2 separate regions of the Mus musculus genome follow, and region 1 is linked to region 2. The links are chromatin contacts, called in public Hi-C maps. All regions are on one chromosome and are shown on one strand. The core of a region is the stretch at or near the end of the contact, and the rest is flanking DNA. Distances in the headings are between cores, read along the strand shown. Region 1 has its middle 230 kb from the start of Ddx18. Region 2 has its middle 37 kb from the start of Ddx18.

What was found. A called contact is a pair of places that touch in the nucleus more often than the background predicts.
Region 1: a Hi-C map of the N1E-115 cell line shows a contact between it and region 2, with 5 times the contacts expected there. The contact joins two enhancer-like sites. A contact is called at or near these places in 18 of 484 Hi-C or Micro-C datasets (the N1E-115 cell line, cerebellum, cerebral cortex and 5 more).

Annotation. Positions count from the first base shown.
Region 1 is chr1:121,793,270-121,798,780 of GRCm38.p6, forward strand. No RefSeq gene overlaps it. Among named protein-coding and RNA genes, the nearest start is that of Ddx18, 230 kb to the left of the region's middle. Within about 2 kb of position 2,297, at least 4 of the 459 cell types and tissues checked have an H3K27ac peak or open chromatin away from gene starts, as enhancers often do. A contact at or near this core is called in the N1E-115 cell line, where this site is marked.
Region 2 is chr1:121,602,515-121,608,032 of GRCm38.p6, forward strand. No RefSeq gene overlaps it. Among named protein-coding and RNA genes, the nearest start is that of Ddx18, 37 kb to the left of the region's middle. Within about 2 kb of position 2,812, at least 17 of the 459 cell types and tissues checked have an H3K27ac peak or open chromatin away from gene starts, as enhancers often do. A contact at or near this core is called in the N1E-115 cell line, where this site is marked.

The sequences.
Region 1 (5,511 bases), core at 1,047-3,546, 190 kb after region 2:
TTACATCTTGATGTCTTCTGTCTCGGTCCACTTATTTCTTGAGGCAGAGTGTGGTGTTAGTTTTCATTGTCAACTTGACACAACCTAAAGTCACTTGGGAATGAGCAAGTTTAACAAAAGAATTGGCTCAGTTAGATGGAGACGTCTGTGGCCCTGTCCGTGAGAGATTGTCTTGATTGATAATTCATGTGGGAGGGCACAGACCATTATGAGGGGCACCATTGTCGCAGGTGGATCTGGGCTAATCACCAAAGCTAGCTGAGCATATAACCCTGTGAGTGAGACAGCATGAAGTGTTCCTCCACAGTTCTTGCTTGAGTTCCTGCCTTGGCTTCTCTCAGCAATGGACTGTGAAATGCCTTAAGTTGCTTTGGCTCAGTATGTTTTATCACAGGAACAGGAAGCAAAATAGAGTGTAGGTTCTCAATGAACCTGGACCCCAACTGCTCTGCAAGGCTTGCTGGTCACCAGTGTCGAGGCTATAGTGACCCCTATGCCATGCTAGGCTTTTGCTTGGGTTCTAGGGACTTAAACCCAGTTCCTCAGGTTTGTGTGATGAGTGCTGTGGTGGTTTGAATAAAATAGCCCCCATAGATCCATAGGGAGTGACACTATTAGGAGGTGTGGCCTTGTTGGAGTAGATATGGCTTTGTTAGAGGAAGTGCATCAATAGCGAGTGGACTTTGAGATCTCAGAAGCTCAAATCAGACCTAGTGGCTCACAGTCTCTTTCTGCTGTCTGCTACTCTGGATGTAGAACTCTCAGCTCCTTCTCCAGCACCATGTCTGCCAATATGTTGCCATGCTTCCTGTTATAATGATAAGGGACTAAACCTCGGAAGCTGTAAGCCAGTCCCCATTGAATAGTTTCCTTTGCAAGAGTTGCTGTGGTCATGGTGTCTCTTCACAGCAATAGAACTCAACTAAGACAAATATTCTATCCCACAGAGCCATTTTCCTAGCCCAGGTGACTGTATGTCTTAACCTAATTCATTGTGTCATCATTTCCAGGAAAGAAACAAAAGCTTAGAATGATTCAAAGCTACACTAACATTTATTTTCAAATGACATTTAAATCATATATGTATATTCTGAACAATATGATGTTTTGAAGTCTATATATATATTATGAGAGGTTAAAGCTATTGAATGAACACACTTATTCCATTACATAATTATGGCTTTCATGGAGGCAACACTTAATGATCTATATACCTTCTTGGCATTTTCATGAATATGACATATAAATGAGTAACTATACTCACTGTACTGTGAGATAGGCCTATTAAAATTGTTCTTTTTGAATTTTTAGTTTTTACATGTGTATGTATATATGTTCATGTGCAAGTGTGTGTGCATATGCACATGTGTGCTTGTGTATGCATGTGCAGAAGCCAGAGGAAGATACCTTTCAGGATATCACCCACCCTGTTGTATTTGAGACAGAGTCTCTCATTAAAGCTGGAACTTGTTAAATAAGCTGACTAGATGGCTGGCTAGGTAGCCCCAGGGCTCCTCCTGTCCTATCTCCCCAGTACAAGGATTACATGCATTGCTACCATGCCTGTTTTTTTCTTTTCTTTAAACAAAAAACAAAACAAAACAGAAAAACAAAAAACATAGGTCATCATGCTAGCAAAACAAGCGCTTTCCAGAATTGGGTCCTTTGATCTGTCTGTCTTGCCTATATCTGGGTAGTAATTCTTTGGCAAACACCACTACCTGATTCTACTCTTGACCAGCCTGGTTTCTGTTAACTCTCTTCTTTTATGACATCAACTCCACATATGTGTTCTACCATATGCTCTTTGTTTCTCTGGGCTTGGCTCCCTTCTAGAACTATGGTATGGACCCAGACCCTCAGTCTTTTTTTCATTGTGGACACCCTCAGCAGCCACACACAGGACTGTAAAGGATTGGAAAAGGCATATGGCAGCAGACGAGCTAAGCTTAGCACAGGCTGTATTTAAACTACCTTAGGAGTGGTCATTTTGTTGTCACGGTTGCCCCAATCAAAGAGATGGATAGAGGGTCTTGGGGCTGCAGCTGTTTGTCTGATCATTTAACCTTCGGAAGCCGGTTTTATTAAAGTGTTCCTGTTGCCGAAAATGAATTACAAAGCTTTCCCTTCTTCTGTAGGAAATAAGAGTGCCCAGATGAGATTACACGGCTTCCTATGATATCTAAATAAGATTAGTTTGCTGAAGATCACATTAAAATCCCATTAAAGAGACAGTTCCGCTCCAGCCCCCCTCCTCTCCTCAGGCAAGTTCTGAGAGAGTTGATGAAAATTGCTCAGGGATGACACGCAGGCTTTGGATACCCCGTGGAGACCCGGGAGAGGGGGTGGGAATATTACCCTAGCCACACTCATTGCAGGAGCAGGATCTGTGTGCATGGCCCATTACTTACAGATGACAGTTCCTGACTCTAAGGAGGAAAGACTTTAGGGAAGAATTGGTAATAAGATGAACAGAACACAGGATGGAGCCACCGAGGTCAGTCCCAGAGAACATCCAGGAAATCATTAATTCATTTTTTCATGTGACAAGGATAACAATATTAATGTTTAAGTATTTATAGTCTTCCCTCGAGCTTGCTTCCAAGAAAGAGAGACTATTTGCTCTCAGGAGGCTGCCAAGCTTGGACAGACCTTGCATGTGGAATGCAGACATCATTATCTTCTCCACTTTGTCTCTGTGCCGATTGGTGTGTGGATGTTCATGCACATGTATGTGAAATGTAGAGAACAGCACCTCTTCTACCCCCTCTACATGCACACTGATGAATGTGTGTGCATACATGCACACACATTCGGAATGTAGATCACAGCCTCATCTGTCCTACCTTAGGCACCACCCACCTTGTATTTTTGAGACAGGATTTCTGACTGGCCAGGAGCTCATCAAGTGGTCTGTATGGCCAAATAGTGAACCCCTGGGCTCCACCTGTCTCTAGCACCTCAGTGCTGTGGTTGCAGATGCTGATGTCTTCTAGCATTCACAGGTTTGTGGTGCATAGACATACATGTAGACAAACACACATACATGTTAAATAAAAACAACATGACCATGTTTCAGGATATCAAACTCAGTTGGACATACCTCACTTGCCACTTGTATTATTTCTTACAACAAACAAACAAACAAACAAACAAACAAACAAACAAACAAACAAACAGTTGTTCTAGAAGAGCTGAAGAGATAGCTCTTCCTGTAAGAGCCCTGGGTATTCATCCAGAGGACATCGGTTTGATTCCCAGCATCTACCCACATGGCATATCTCTTCTGTCTTTAATTTATCTCCAGTCCTTAAGGATCCGAGGGTCTGAGTATCAAACTCAAGTAGAATGAATATTAACCTCGGTTACACTGATCTTCAGTAGGAAGGGAAGTGACTGATGCCATAGCACGAAGCAGGATCAATGGGGTGGCCAGAGCTTGAGTACAATCTGATGAAGAGCTAAGAGGTGACTTGGAAGGATCTGTGACAGCAGATGATACTTGGGGAAGATCAGACAGGCGAGGGAATCTGCAAGAGACTCACTTGGTCTATCTGTCAGTGCTTCTTTGAAGACCTTTCAGTGGTTATATACAACTTGTCTTAACTTTTTAATGGCTGCAATGCAGACTTGAAAACCCAAATGTTATTTGATCCTGATCCTTATTGATCCATTCAGGGAAGATGCTATGCTTGTCAGTTTTGTGTTAACTTTCCCAGAACCCCTGAGATAACCTATAAAGGCTTTGGTCCGTGGGCGTTGGCTCCTTGTTTTTGGTCCTACGGTGAGACAGAAAAGCCTGGTGATGAGTGTGTGGTAGAGCGCAGCTGCTCACTTTGTGGTAGCCAGGAGGAAAAGAGGAAGCTGGGGCCCTGACTAAGACCATATCCCTTGAAGAACATGTGACCAGTGACCCAAGTTCCTTTTCCATGTCCTCTCATTATAGTCTCTTTGATTTATTCCTTGACAATTTCATAGATATCCACAGTGTATCTTGGTAATATCCACTCCCGACTTAATCCTTACAGCTAGGTCAGTAATGCTGTTCAATGGTTCTTTATGGTTTGTGGGACACATGACAGGCAGAAAAGATCACAAACTCCATCTCACTTTATGCTTATCAAAGGTGTGGACCTTGAGGAGGGCATGCGTCAGGCTTCTTGTTTTCACCACAACCTCACAACTTTCACTAGGTTAATTAATTTGTTTCATTTTGGTGTTAAATTAAATTCTTTTATTAGTTGATGCCTCTGCCTCTGTCTCTGTCTCTGTCTCTGTCTCTCTCTGTCTCTGTCTCTGTCTCTCTCTGTCTCTCTGTCTCTCTGTCTCTCTGTCTCTCTCTCTCTCTCTCTCTCTCTCTCTCTCTCTCTCTCTCTCTCTCTCTGTGTGTGTGTGTGTGTGTGTGTGTGTGTGTCCCAGGTGTCTGTCCTTAGAGGCCAGAGAGAACATTTGGATGTCCTGGATCTGGAATTACAGGCAGTCATGAGCCACCTTACACCTTACATGAGTGCTACAAGAGCAGTTCATGCTCTTAACCCCTGAGCCACTTCTCCAGCAGCTTTGGTACCATCTGCACCTCAAAGTTGTTTAGAGATCGATTGATTTGTTCAGTTTTATTAACTGTATATTAGCCAGGCTTTTCTAAGGGTCACAGAACTTATGGAATGTCTCTACATATGAAGGGCATTTATTGTAATGACTTACAGTCTGTAGTTCAACTATCCCAACAATGGGTAGCTATGAACAGACACCATGACCAAGGCAACTCTTGTAAGAACAACATTTAATTGGGGCTGGCTTACAGGTTCAGAGATTCAGTCCATTACCATCAGGGTGGGAACACAGCAGCATCTGGGCAGGCATGGTGCAGGAGTTGCTGAGAGTTCTACATCTTCATCTGAAGGCAGTCAGGAGAAGAGGGAGAATGCTGGCTTCCATGCAGCTAGGATGACGGTCTTAAAGCACACACCCACAGTGACACACTCCCTCCAGCAAGGCCACACCTACTCCAAGAAGACCACACTGCCAAATAATGCCACTCCCTGAGCCAAACATATTCAAATTACCACACTGTGCTTATATCTTTGGTCCCACATTTCATCTTTTCTACATTAAAATGGACAAACTGCAATTCCTCTCTGCTACTTGTTTTAACTATGAAAATGAATCCTTCCTACAGGTAAATACAAGTGTCTTTAGCTACCTAGGATACTTTCAATGACAGTGCAAAATATAAAAATGAAACACTCATAAGGATAAATAAATGATAAACACTTTGAAAAATCAAAATACAACATAAACAGGTTTGGGGGGGGGGAGATTACAAAGCGAGATTGAGAAACTTCAGCTTCTTTCACAAACTCATTTTCTGAGACATCTCTAGGTGTCACTGTTGAGACACCATCTGGAAAAGAACACTATCCAGATTTGACACTGAGAAGGGCTGCTGGGGTAGAGTTTGAGTGTCTTTGAGCATGCGCGCGCGCGCGCGCGCGCACACACACACACACA
Region 2 (5,518 bases), core at 1,562-4,061:
AAGGGAGCCAGAAGGGGCCAGAGCATGGTAGCTCCCGGGCAAAGGCGATAGAGTATGTTTTAAAAAACTACACGCAACATCATTAAGTTCTTTCACTTGGGTACACCTTAATTTGGTCCTACTCCACTGTATGCACTCTGAGGACATGGTGCCCATGCTTTTTCCTTCCCTGTTTAACATGGTATTTGTTGATGTGCACATATAGCCATTGGGAAAATGTCCTGATGCCTCTATTTCAGATATAGCCAGAGGATTCTGACTGAGGTTTCAGAGTTGTATTGTCACAAAGGAGCACTTTAACCATTGGGAAATACAAATGCCAGTAAGCAGCTGTAGTTTCCTTGGTTACTTCATAGCTGACTCCCAGAATACCGAGTCAGGATGAACCTAAGTACAAGACGGGTGAATTTGCCTGATCTTCTCCTCCCTCCAGCTTATGCTTGCTTGCTTGCTTAGTGCTGCTTTTAACAGGTCCTTGATTAATGTCTAAAGGGAGGAGGGGATAAAACGTAGAAAGAATACTATGTGAAGTGGTGCATGCCTGTGATTCTGTCCCAGTATTCCAGAGGCTGAGCAGGGTTACAAACTAAACCAACAAACCATCCAAACAACCAAATAACAACTGTGCCTTAGGTAAGTATGTGCCCTGGAAACCCACAGACCTGTATCTGGATCCCAGTTCTGATTACCAGCTCTAAGACCACAAACAGGATACTTTCTGTGTGACACTGTCCCTAAGGAGATAAGAATAAATGTGTATTCACCCCAGGGAACCAATGACAGGCCAAAATATGGATACCACAAAAGTCTAACTTGGCGAACAGGGTGTGTGTGTATGAGAGAGGTTACTTACAGGAGCAGAAATGACTCAAAGACAACAAGCACCACCAAACCCAGCCGAGCATGGGTGACAGCTCTGAAAAGCTGGCAATAGGGAGTTTAACAGCAGCTTAACAGGTTGAAAAGTATGTTTTCTGGGCAGCTCAGTTGTTCTGAGTGTCTTCCAGGCAACTCAGATGGTCTCTGTCTCTTCTAGGTAGCTAAGCTAGTCTGAGAGTGTATCTAAGCAGTCCTTAATGCTGATATATACTTAGAAATGGAGGTACCTAGTGAATCTTCTCAGTTTCAGGGACTTCCTGAAACTGGTGAGTTATTTACTTCCTTAGCTTAAGGAGCTTCCCTGTAGGATGGAATGTTTAAACTCCCATTAGAACACCACACTTCTTAATGAACTTTCCTACAAGAGGGAATGTTTTATCTTGGAAAAAATTGTCACACAATACTGTTCAACCCTCTTAGGCTTAGCTTTGTCAGTCTAAAAGAGTGGGGACTATTCAGATTATTATTATTGTTGTTGTTGTAAGAAGAAAGTGAAAAAAATGAGGTATCAGGTCCTTGACATATGATCAATTAAATGATCATCTTTGTTATAAACATCTGTAAAGACAGCAGAATAAACCTCAAAATTTATGTGCTGATTCCCTGGTCCTAGTGTATTAGTCAGGGTTCTCTAAAGGAACAGAATTTATAGGCTGAATCTCCCTTTCTCTATAAAGAGAATTTATTAGAATAGATTACAGGTTGTGGTTTGGTTAGTCCAACAATGGCTATCTATTAACAGAAGGTTCAAGAATCCAGATGTTCTTCAGTCTGAGAGGCTGGATGTCTTTGTTGCTCTTCAGTATACACTAGAGTCCTGAAGAACTAGGCTCTAATACCAGTAAGGAATGGACTTGCAAGGGGGAGCAAACAATCAAAGAGCGAGAGAGCAAGCTTCCTTCTTCCACATAGAATGCTAGCACAATGTATGGTCCAGATTAAAAGTTGATCTTTCTACTTCAAAAACCTGGATTAAAGGTGGATCTTCCTACATCGGATTATAACTGTGCCTTCCCACTTCAAATGATTTAATTAAGAAAAAAAATCCCTCACAGCTCTGTCCAGCCATGTGGTTCTTAGCTAATTCCAGATGTGGTCAAATTCACAATGAAGAATAACCATCCTACATAGCGATTATATTTGGAAATAAGGTCTTCAAAGAAGCACAGCATTTCTAGTATCTTCTGTGAATATGACTCCAGGAACCTCATGGGCACCAAAATCTTTGGATGTTTAAATCCCCTTTATAAATGGTGTAGAGTATGCATGTAACCTGTACACTCCCATATGCATAACTCTAGAGATAACAAATAATCTCTACATTACTTATAATACCAAGTATGATGTAAGTGTCATGCAGATTTTTGTTAAACTGTTAGTCAGGGAATAATTACAAGGAAAAACATCTGCATGAGTTGTAATCTTTTTCTGAAAAAATGTCTTCTATGTATTTGTGTGGGGGAAGGGAAGGAAGTGGGGAAGGGGAGGCACAGAACAGCACAAGTTGGAGGCCAGAGGACAAGAGACTGGGAAGGCTTCATGGAGTTATCCTGGGGTAAGAAGGAAAACAGTTTCATTATGTTCTCCTAAAAGAAGTTAGGAGGTTACTGTTTTTGAAACATTGAACTTTAATTTCATCTTTTAGAAGAGCAAATCCCTTCCCATAACATGACAGGAGCCAACTTTTGCCTAACAAAACACAGCCAGTTTAATGGCTTAAAATAGCAGTGATTATTTGTCCAGGGAGCTGGTGTCTGTTTAGCTTGGATAGCATGTCTCTTCTTGACCCATTTATCAGCCAGGTGGACCGTATTAACAGATGGAGGAATGGCTTGTAGGAAGATAGACCCACATGCCTGGCAGTCCCCGGAGCCCTCCTCCTGGGAGCCTCCTCAGGCTTCTTAGGGTTTTCCCCTGGTATGACAGCTGGCTTCCAAGAGTGGGAGCTCAAGAGCCAGCAAAGCAATGGGAGCTGCTGGTAACGGAGGCCTAGACTTGGAAGTGAGTGCTGCAATCGGAGTGCTGTAAGTGAAGCTGCAGGGCAAAGGTCTCAGCTCTGGAAGTCCAAAAGAAGGAGGCAGGCCGATGAGTTTCAATTCACCAGTTAGAGACAAGCGATGTGAAAATAAGAAAAGATTTGTTTAGTGTCTCCTGGGGGGAGGACTAGTGACCCCATGCTTCCCTTACAGGAGCACTGGGTTTAAGTAGAGACAATGCTGCGGTGGGTTAAACAGCCTTCTCAAGGTAGCATCTGCTTGGTCATTAGCTCAGGTCTGGCTCTTCCAGGGGGATTGAAGAAACTGGGATTACCATGATCACTTGAGGGGAGCAATCTGGTTCCCACGAGACCTTACTTTCTAGTCCAGGGTGCGACCTTACCTTGATAGATTGATTATTGCATTCATTTTGTGAATGGTCTTGACTGTAAGGCTCTTTATAGTTTGGAGGCAGCTTTAGTCCCTTGTCACTAAGGTCCTTATAGGTCATTTCTGTTGTTCTTGGAATCCAAGGTGACTTCAGGATAGAATGGCTCAAGAGGAAACACGAAAGAGGCAAAGGTGGAACTAGAGAGGGCAGTGTAGCTAGTACCTGGCTTCCAAGGTAAGACCCAGAACCCTGTCTTCTGATGCCAGGCATGCCGGTTAATGTGGGGAGCGTGCTTTTTTTCCCCCTTTCTCTTTCTGTGTACCAAATTTTGTTTGTGAACATAGTGCACATGGGCCATGGTGTGTGTGGAGGTCAGAGGACAACCTCGGGTGTCAGTCCTTGCCTTCTCCCTTGTTTGAGACTGAGTCTCTCTTGTACTTTTTGCTGTATTCAAAAAGAAGGTGGATGCTTCCTGTGGAATGGCTCTTGAGGATATCCTGTGTCAGATACATACAAACACACTCACCTATACATATTAGGGTGATTGACAACTTGACAGCTATATACCATTAGCTTCTGAGATTCTCCCATCTTTGTCTTCCATCTCCCTGTAGGAGTACTGAGATTACAGGTGCTTCCACTACTGTGTCTTGGCTTTTGCGATGGTTCTAGGGAATCAAAACAGGTCCGCAGGCTTGCACAGCAAGTGCTTGTACCCATGGGGCCATCTCTCCAGCATAGGTCTTTTCCACCTAGAAGAGCAGATAGGATAAACTGCCTATATTTAGAGACATTTTGGAATTAAAAGTAACATACTAGGCTGGGGAGGTAGTTTAGTTCATAGAGCGTTGCCTTGCAAGCACAAAGACCTGAGTTCAACCCTCAGCACATTCATGCAAATGAGCTGGGAATGGTGGCACATGCTTGTAATTTTAGCTCTGGGGACAGACCAAGCAGATCCTAGGGGCTCACTGAGAACTATCCTAGGCTAGTTGGCAAGTTCTAAGCCAATGAGAGACCCTGTCTCAAAAAGAAGGTGGATGCTTCCTGTGGAATGGCTCTTGAGGATATCCTGTGTCAGATACATACAAACACACTCACCTATACATATTAGGGTGATTGACAACTTGACAGGATCTAGAATCATCAAAGAGATGAACTTCCAGGTACTCCTGTGAGGGATATTGTCCATTAGGTTAGCCTCTGGGCATGCTTGTAAGGGACTCTTGATTAGGCTACTAGAAGTGGGAAGACTCACTGGAATTCTGAGCAGTTCCAGTCCATGATCTGAATAATAAGGAGAAAGTGAGCTGAGCACTAATATTTAGCTACATCTGCTTCCTGATTATGCAGTGTGACCAGATACCTCCTGCCCCTCCTGCCCTGCCATCCGTCCTCATGACAAACTGTACCCCAAATGGTGATCCCAAATAAACCTTTCTTTATGCTGCTTTTGTTGGGTATTTCCTAACAGTAAAGAGAGTCTGGTTTTGTTAGGGAATGGTAGGCTAGGCCTAGTGAATTGCATTTGAAGAATTGCTGGATGAGGTGATGGTAAGGTAGGAAAGGAGGCTCCCCCTGTTACTTGGCCCTGACAGAAGGGAATATAGTACAGAAACAGAGCAGACTCAGGAACTCTCTAGGAGAAAATGCTTCCCCCCTTACGTTAGTGGACCCAATGTTGTATGCACACACACACACACACAAACACACACACACACACACACACACACACACACACACACACACGAAGGCTGCCACATTTTTCTAATCTAATTAATCTTTCCTCATTGTGTGAAGCACAGAAAGTGTCTGACATCACAAACCTCAGAGTAATGTTCGGTGTTCGTAGGGTATAATCATTAGTCAGAAATGTGCAAAGACACAATGTCTCATTAATAATCTCGAAATCATTGAGTCCCCCAGACAGTGGTCCCCCTCTTTACTTACACAATGACCAATAATCACTAAAAGGAGGGTCATTCATGATGTGTGACCTACATCTCTGATGATAGAAATCGGCTCAAAGAACTGAACAATCTTATTCAGAGGACTGGAGAGATGGCTCCGTGGGTAAAGTGCTTGCATCAGAATCATGAGGACCCTTCAGATTCTCGGAACCCACATACAGCCACGTGGAGTAGTGTGTACCTCTACTAAGTATTCCCAGGGATCCTGGGGAGAGGAGACTCCTCAGAAGCTCGTAGGCCTGGTATGCACAGTGGTGGTAAATAGCAAGCAGATGGGACCAACACCGGACCTTGCCCTTTGA